Linked DNA regions of Zea mays: region 1 is linked to region 2. Evidence: chromatin contacts called from public Hi-C data. All regions are on one chromosome and are shown on one strand. The core of a region is the stretch at or near the end of the contact, and the rest is flanking DNA. Distances in the headings are between cores, read along the strand shown.

What was found. Hi-C and Micro-C count contacts between places; a contact is called where the count stands out from the background.
Region 1: a contact with region 2 is called in a Hi-C map of leaf, with 5 times the contacts expected there. The contact joins the promoter of LOC100194378 here to the promoter of LOC100217102 in region 2. A contact is called at or near these places in 2 of 25 Hi-C or Micro-C datasets (ear and leaf).

What each region holds. Positions count from the first base shown.
Region 1 is chr2:213,751,673-213,755,504 of Zm-B73-REFERENCE-NAM-5.0, forward strand. It overlaps LOC100194378 (Constitutive photomorphogenesis protein 10), which reads left to right and starts at 1,650. Exons shown (of 1, transcript NM_001139412.1): 1 at 1,650-2,974. The coding sequence starts at 1,678. The coding sequence ends at 2,733. It overlaps LOC100282225 (ubiquitin-conjugating enzyme E2 E3), which reads left to right. Exons shown (of 4, transcript NM_001155137.2): 3 at 383-530; 4 at 684-1,053. The coding sequence ends at 781.
Region 2 is chr2:213,333,215-213,337,625 of Zm-B73-REFERENCE-NAM-5.0, forward strand. LOC100217102 (adenylyl-sulfate kinase) reads left to right here and starts at 1,636. Exons shown (of 7, transcript NM_001143471.1): 1 at 1,636-1,912; 2 at 4,082-4,228. The coding sequence starts at 4,102. LOC111590836 reads right to left here and starts at 3,349. Exons shown (of 1, transcript XM_023301700.1): 1 at 2,084-3,349. The coding sequence starts at 3,242. The coding sequence ends at 2,658.

The sequences.
Region 1 (3,832 bases), core at 400-2,899, 420 kb after region 2:
CAGACTACTGCAAATATCATACTAAACTACTAATCTGATGTTCCAAATATACTATGATCAAAATATTTTTTTAATGCTCCATTCTCAAAATAGCATACCCCAACTTGCTTTGGACTGAAAGGCTTTGTTTTGTGTGTGTGTTCTCAGAATATCTTTCCAATGCTCTTTGATGTTATTGTCAGATCTATGCTTATGTACGTAGTGTTACAAGTGATATTTACCATGAGTTGGCATTTCACATGTTAATATTGAAGGTTTCACAATTTATTTTACTCTTCTGATGAAATCTATTCAAATTGAGTACATTTCGTTTCACAAGTTATTGACTTCACATTTAGTTTTATAACAACTCCGACTGTGTGCCATGATGGTATTCTCCCAGGTAACTTTCAAAACAAGGATTTACCATTGCAATATTGATTCCACTGGTAAAGTGCATTTGGACATTCTGAAGGATGGTTGGAGTCCAGCTTTCACTATTTCAAAGGTGTTATTGGCCATCAAAGACATCATCAACAATCCAGATCCATGTACTTACCATTCTCTGTACTACCTTATGTAAACAATCATGGATTCTGGTGCAAATTATGCCTACTGTCTACATTTTTTCTACTTCAACAATTGAAAGTCTTACGTTTTCTTATTCAATTGACAGGCTAAAGTTATGATCTTTGTCTGTGCAGACACCCCGCTTGTGATGAGCATTTCACGTCAGTATCTGACTGATAGAGCTAAACATGATGAAACAGCAGCTGAGTGGACAATGAGATTTGCAAGATAGAGGATTCTGTTTGCATCTAAGCACGATTGACCTTGTAAAAAAATCTTAATGTGGCCTGACGCCTGAAATGGTGAATGTTGGCAAAGGAGCCATCAGCCATGTATTATTTGATGTGAGTTGTGACATAAAGGTGTACTTTATGCTTGAGTGTTCTTTAATCGCTGCTTTTAGGTGGAGAATAATCTTTTTCGATTTTGCACTTCTGCCAAAGTTGCACCCTGAACTCTTCAGAACTTTTCTTCCGAGTTTATTTCTAAAAATGGTTTCTATTGAAACTGGCCTCGTGTGCTGCTGTCCTGGTTGAGGATGTCAGTTTCATATACTGAAAGGAAAAAGAAACATAAATCATGGAAATATTCAGAAACCAATAGCTTTTAACGGTACAGCTGTACAAACGATCGATTACTTATTTACTTTTCTGCAGACAAAGTATGTAAAGCATGCCATTCATATCTTTCACTTGAAACAAAATCCTGCTGGTTATCATTCAGGTAGTGTTGTTGGACAAGGCTTCAATTACACAGGTATTTTTTTTCTTGGATCGAGAACTTTGCCCCTAGTTCTTAGGCGTTACTTGGACAGAATAAATGCCATGTTGCCATCCAACAAAGCACAAAGATATCAGATGTTTATGACAGAATAATTGTCACTTGCTTACTGCTGCTAACTTGGATCTCACTTCATGTAGGGATGATAAAGCTGCCATGACAGGCACTGATCTTACAAATGACCAAACTGGACTTCACCTCTGAAGTTGACGCCTCACCAGTTCACTGATTCCCAGTACAGACTGCTCAATTTATCACATCTGGTACAGACCTTATAACTCCACCCAGAGAAGATGCAAACCCACACTTTCTGGTGCTCTGGTGCTCTTACTCTTCAGACCATAGACAATGGCCACCGAACTAGATGTGAGCAAGTCTCGCCGCTTCGACATTGCCATGTCGAGGCGAACTCGGCGATCAACAAGCCTGGTAGCCTGCTTCCAAGATCAGTATACACCGTCCCTGGCACATCATCGCCACCAAGAGCTGAAGGCATTTCTGCAACGCCAAGATGAAGAGCTGAAGTCACTCCAGCAATGCCAAGAGGAAGAGCTGAAGGCACTCCAGCAATGTGAGGATGCAGAGCAGAAGACACTGTGTTTGAATGAGGATGAGGATCTGAAGATTCCACAAGCACCACTGCAGTATGAAGATGGTGAACAAAAGACACCGGAGCAATATGAAGATGAGCACAAGGAATCACAGCAGTGTTCAGACGAAGAGCAGGAGATACCAGATACATATCAAGATGATGAGAAGAAACCAGACCAGGACCAGTATCTAAATGAAGACAAGATGCCAGAGCAGTATCGAGCTAAAGATGAGTTACCATCACAATACCAAAACCAGGAGCTTATGACACCAAACCTACCTGAGAAGGAGACTGCATCAGAGCGATTCCAAGAAGCGGAGCAGCTGGTGACACCAAACCTACCTGAAGAAGATGAGGAGACTGCACCAAAGCAATTCCAAGACGAGGAGCAGAAGGGACTTCAACAACACCAAGAGCCGGATGAGCAGGCATCGCAACCTGAAGAGCAGAAGTCTCAGCAGGAATGCCATCAGAAGGCACCGGAGCAATTCCAAACCTTGAAGAAGCTAGGCGCGCCACCACGTCTTGCTGACAACGTGCCCCGGTTCTCCCTTCAGGAGCTTATACAACAGAAGCAGCTTCCGACTGGCGATGCGATGCTTGCCAGCAAGCAAGGCAGCCGTGGAGAGAGTGTCCTCGCTGATCACAGTGTTTCAGGACCAGGAGCAGCAGCAGGCGGCACGACACTGGCCATGGTGATAAAGCGACCCGAGGGAGGGAAGAAGTCGATGGGGGTGATACGCCGGTGCGTGAAGGCCCTGAACGGGATGATCAAGGCCAAGCACGGTTCCAAGAAGAACTTGCATTTCTAGCTTTCAACAGAATCCAGGAGACCAGGAGTACATACATACATACATACATAAGCACTGATGAGTAAGTGTGGTCCAGAGTTTCTTAGTAGACCGCACATCTCTGAATAATGCATTCGCAGTTGCGCAGAACCAAAATTTTGAGCATGATGCAGGGTGTGCAAGATCTGGCGAGAAACTCCAGGGCTTTTTACGCCCTGGTCTACACTGTCTACCTATAGCAATAAACTGTGGTAGTTTTATTAGCTGAATATCACAAATCTGTTCCTCCTATGCGAGAAGATGGTCTGCTAAGTCCAAGAGTAGAGATCAGGCTCTGATCATGTGCTGTTGACTTCCTCTGCAAAAGCCTGTTTGCTTTTAGAAGTGTATGGGTGTGATTAGAAAAGGTGAAAATGATCGGTTCTACTCCTACCGACACCTGCCCCCCAGGTCGGCAGCGGTTTTGGTGCAGTCTCCTTTTCTGCCTTTCTGTGCCGCGTCCCGTTTCGGTTTGGTGCGTCACTTGAATGCTGAGAAAACAAGTTAGTGCAAAAGAAAAGGCGATGGAGCTGAAGCCTGTGAAGCTTCTTGTGAATTATTGGTTGAGGACGCAGCGCATGGTACGCCATCGCATATCTCTTCTTCGTTTATGATCACTCTCTGTTTACTCGATTTGAACGCTTGTGTTGTTGGGGTTGGGACCTGGGCATGTTTATGATCTGAAGTTCTAAACATTTACTACTGTATTTTTCTGGAAATTGAACAGATAGTGTTTCTTCATCTTCTATGAGACTATTTTTTTTTCTTGTTTTACCCAATGAAGAACCAAGATGTGTCGATCACGGCGTAGATGAACTTTTGCTTTTCCACAAACTGTCTTCGTAACTTCAGCCTAATAGGCTGCATCAGGGCAGATTACCTGGCGATGCTCGATCACATCCACATCAACCCCTAGGTTCTGGCCTTCCCCTCACTTTCGCACATGAGTAGATTGGGTCTCGTTGAGGAATGTAGGGTAGTGAGGAGGTCCCAACGAATTGGTTCGTGTGTTGACCCTGTTTTCAATTTTTTTTATATGGTGTAAAGAGGGACTACAATCAAAGTGGTTGTTGCACAATGG
Region 2 (4,411 bases), core at 386-2,885:
CGACGAACTCCGCTCCGCCCGACCCCAGGGCTCGGACTCCGCCCTGGCCTCAGCCGACGGTCTCCGCCTCGCTTGAACCAGGGGCTCGGACTCGACCTCGACCTCGACCACGGAAGACAGACTCGACCTCGGCCTTGGAGGAGCTTCCACATCGCCCAACCTAGGGCGCAGACCAGCCACGTCAACAGGAAGCGCCATCATCACCCTACCCCGAGCTGACTCGGGCCACGGGGAACAAGACCGGCGTCCCATCTGGCTCGCTCCACCAGATGGGCAATGATGGCGCCCCGCATATTCTGTGACGACGGCGGCTCTCAGCCCCCTTACGGAAGCAAGAGGACGTCAGCAAGGACCCGACAGCCCCGACAGCTGTCCCTCCGCCAGGCTCCAACACTCCTCCGACGGCCACGACATCACACCAGCTGGGTGCCAAAATCTCTCCGGCTGCCACGACGGCATGTACTTAGGGCGCTAGCTCTCCTCCGCTAGACACGTAGCACTCTGCTATACCCCCCATTGTACACCTGGATCCTCTCCTTACGCCTATAAAAGGAAGGACCAGGGCCCTCTTAGAGAGGGTTGGCCGCGCGGGGACGAGGACGAGACAGGCGCTCGCTTGAAGCCGCTCGCTCCCTCTCCCGCGTGGACGCTTGTAACCCCCTACTGCAAGCGCACCCGACCTGGGCGCGGGACGAACACGAAGGCCGCAGGATTCCCACCTCTCTCACGCCGGTCTCCGGCCGCCTCGCTTTCCCCCCTTCGCGCTCGCCCTCGCGCTCGACCCATCTGGGCTGGGGCACGCGGCGACATTCACTCGTCGGCTCAGGGACCCTCGGTCTCGAAACGCCGACAAGTATAATAACACTCTAGCACTCTCTTTTCTTCTAAGTTGTAAGGTGATTTTATTTTTAAAATATAATGTTTTGTTGCATATCTAGACACAGTGTATGTCTAAATATATAGGAAAAACATTTATTAGCAATCTAAAATATCTTATAACTTGAAATGAAGGTAGTAGTTATTAGGATCTACCTTTGCATACGTGTTGGTCAGAATGAGAATACTGAGGCTCAGTTTGAATATAGAGACTAAATTTTAGTCTTTATCCGATATTAATTAAAAGCATTAGATATAGTATAGTTATAAAACTAATTATATATATTAGGACTAAACCACAAGACAAATCTATTAAATTGAATTAGTTTATAATTCACTTATGTGATGTTGAGTTCGATAGATTCTTTTCGTCGTTCAGTATCCGTCTCTATAATTAATTTTATAATTAAATTATATCAACATAGATGAAGAATCAGATCATCCATATAATATTTTGAGGAAGAATACTGAAGCTTTTAGTTTGGCCCTACTCAAATATGACGACGGGATCCTGTACACTTTCTTAGCAGGTAACTGCAGACGGTCACTGACGTGTGGGCATTATCTAGGCTTGGTCCCTAATGTCAGTGACGGAGCAGGTTCCAAATATGAAGCTTCAGTAGTGTATCGTGAGAACACGTCGGTGCCAGGCTGCCAGCAGCAACGAAGCCGCACCAGGCCCCGCACTGCCCATGGACGCACGCCTCCCGGGGCTCTCGTGTCCCTGTCCGTCTCCCGTTTGCCGCCTCCACCGCAACGCGGCGCGCGGGGTGGCGGTGCTCTCGCGATCCTCGTGTCGATTCCAGCGGCGGGGGTGCCATTCCCTCCCCTGGCCGTTGCCCGCGCCTCGCGGTCGCGCACCGGAACCGGAGCCCCGCCGCGAATCTAGGGTTGCCTCCGCCTCGCCCCCTCCTCCCGAGACTCCTAGCGGCAGGAATTAGGACGAGGGTAACAGGCGACAGAGGCTGCGAAGGACGCCCCCTCGTCGAATGCGCCGGCGACCGATCCGTGGAGGAGCAGCCGGAGCACGCAGGAGGTTAGTCTAGGCACGTATCGCCTCTCAATCCCTCTTCACCCTAGACGGTTCGATCCAATGTACTTGCTAATTGCTGATCGGGTTACGCGGATGCGTGTAGATTGAGCGGAATTCCAGATGTACTCCCATTTCTACGGAGTAGCAGACCTCATAATCATATCTCCTTGTCTTCCGCGATTTTCTGCACTTGATCGTCTTTAGTTGGTGGCGAAATGCTTATTCTGGGTTTCTACCTTTACCTCGAGCGCGACGGTGGTGGACATTTTTATGCGGTCTTGAGGAGGACCAAGGAGGTGCCCTATAGCTTCCACGGGGCCAAATGTGCGAGAGTGACACGGTGATGGGTGGCGGGGAGAAGGTTTTGTCCGGGTGCCTGACTCATCAAGGATCTAGAGAAAGGGAAGCAGGATTGGAGAGATTGTTTGGATAATTCGAGTGCGACGTGAGTGAGGAACTGAGGATAGCCGGCCAGTTCATTTCTAAACTGGTTTAGGGGGTGTTTGAATGCACTGAAATTAATAGTTAGTTGGCTAAAAATTGTTAGTGGAATTAGCTAGCTAACAAATAACTACCTATTCATGATTATTAAAACGTCGTTTAAACGACGATTAAGCGTCGTTTAAACGCTAAAACGCGATTAGTAGATAAAACGTCCGCACATTTTACCAAAACTGCGTAGAACGTCCGTTCTGGACGTTTAAACGACGTTTACACGTCGGAACGCACGTTCTGGACGTTCTATGCGCTATATGGACGTTCTATGCTCATAGCGTTCGTGGGCCAGCCGCTGATCCAACGCGCGCAGCCATTGATCCATCGCCGCCAGACGCCATCGCGCCCAGCCGCCCAGACGCCTGTGCTCCAGCCGCCGTCGTGCGCGCCCAGGAGCTGCCAGCCGCCATCGCGCGCGCCCAGGAGCCGCCAGAGCCAGACGCCGTCGGCCGTCCTCCACCGCCCTCCAGGTACGCCGCCGGCCCCCTCCTCCCTCCTCCCTCCACCGCCACCCCCAAAGCCGCCACCGCCGCCAGCTACTGCCTCTCCCGTACCGCCGCCGCCATCGTACGAGCAGGCCGTAGGGGTGGGTGGTGGCCGAAGGGAGGAGGATGACGACGAGGGCGCCGGGGCGGTGATACGGGCACACCTGCTCTCTGACTTCAAGGCCGCGGTGCGTGCAGGAAAAGTACTGGTGTCCGACCCGTCGTCTGGAAAGGTCCCCACTCGCATCCTCTTCTGATTCTATAGCGAATTTTGGTTGAGAGTTCGGAGTTCTGCACTTCCTACTTGCCCTGCAAGAGTTTAGTGTTGATATTTCATTGGGATAGTTGGTCATTTTTCCATTCTTTCTAGCTGACTTATGTATGTCCTCATTATTTTTCTGGTTGTATTCTTGTATTGACTATTGAGACATGGAGATAAAAGTTATGTAGTGTATAATTTTTTTATATCTGCAGCGCTGGTGGTTTGTTTGGTAAATGGGGAATGGACAATACTCTGTTGGTTCCCTGTTAAGTGTTACATTTTCAATGCGGTCATGGAAATGGAATTAGATGTTGCTGTTGTGAAGAGAGATGACCTTGGAAATGCTCATGGTCTTAATCTTGATGAGTTCGATGATGGTTACTAATCATACATGAAAGTTGTAACTTGTGTTGTGTGGTTGAACTTATGCTAATGCTATTTGGTTTGTGAACTCAACTTATGTATGAACTTATTCTATATTTGAAATTCTATGTCAAGTCTGAAAAGACGTTTCAACGTTCGTTTAAACGTTGAAAAGTTGGTTCATAACTATTAACTAATTTACGAAAAATAGCTACTATTAGCTATGGTGTTTGGATGTTTCAGCTAATTTTAGCCACTAACTATTAGCTCTAGTGCATTCAAATACCCCCTAGATCTGTTTATCTGATTACTGACCTAATAACCCCATGCTTCCTACTCCTATTTACTATTGTGACTTTTTACAAGAGGAGTTTGAAAGCACATCCCAATTTGTTTGTGCAGATTGTTCATTAGTGTTATTGTTTATAAAATGGTCAATAAAGAGTTGCTATTAATTGAGAAGAGAATCTACTAATGGATGGGCCATGAAATTGCATGGTTTTTATTTGCCTGAAAAGAATGGAGCCTTTCTTGTTGTTTTCTGAATGATATAACTGGACACTGTAGTTGAAGGGCAAGCTTTGAAAATGTCATCCACTGTGCCGAAGTCATCAAATATCTTCTGGCATGATTGCCTAGTTGGCAAGACTGATCGCCAGAAGCTACTCAACCAGAAAGGCTGTGTTGTCTGGATCACAGGCCTTAGTGGCTCAGGTAAGCAAACCTTGTTTTCTCTCGAACTGGTTTGTTGTGTGCTTCTTGCATTGTTGATGCAATTGTTAAAAAATTTTAAGCTAAAACTAAGATAACGTCAACTGCAGTTGGTAAGATAATGTCAACTGCAGTTGGTGTCTCTTTCTGCTTCGTATATATATTATATCTTCTTTGTTTGCCTCT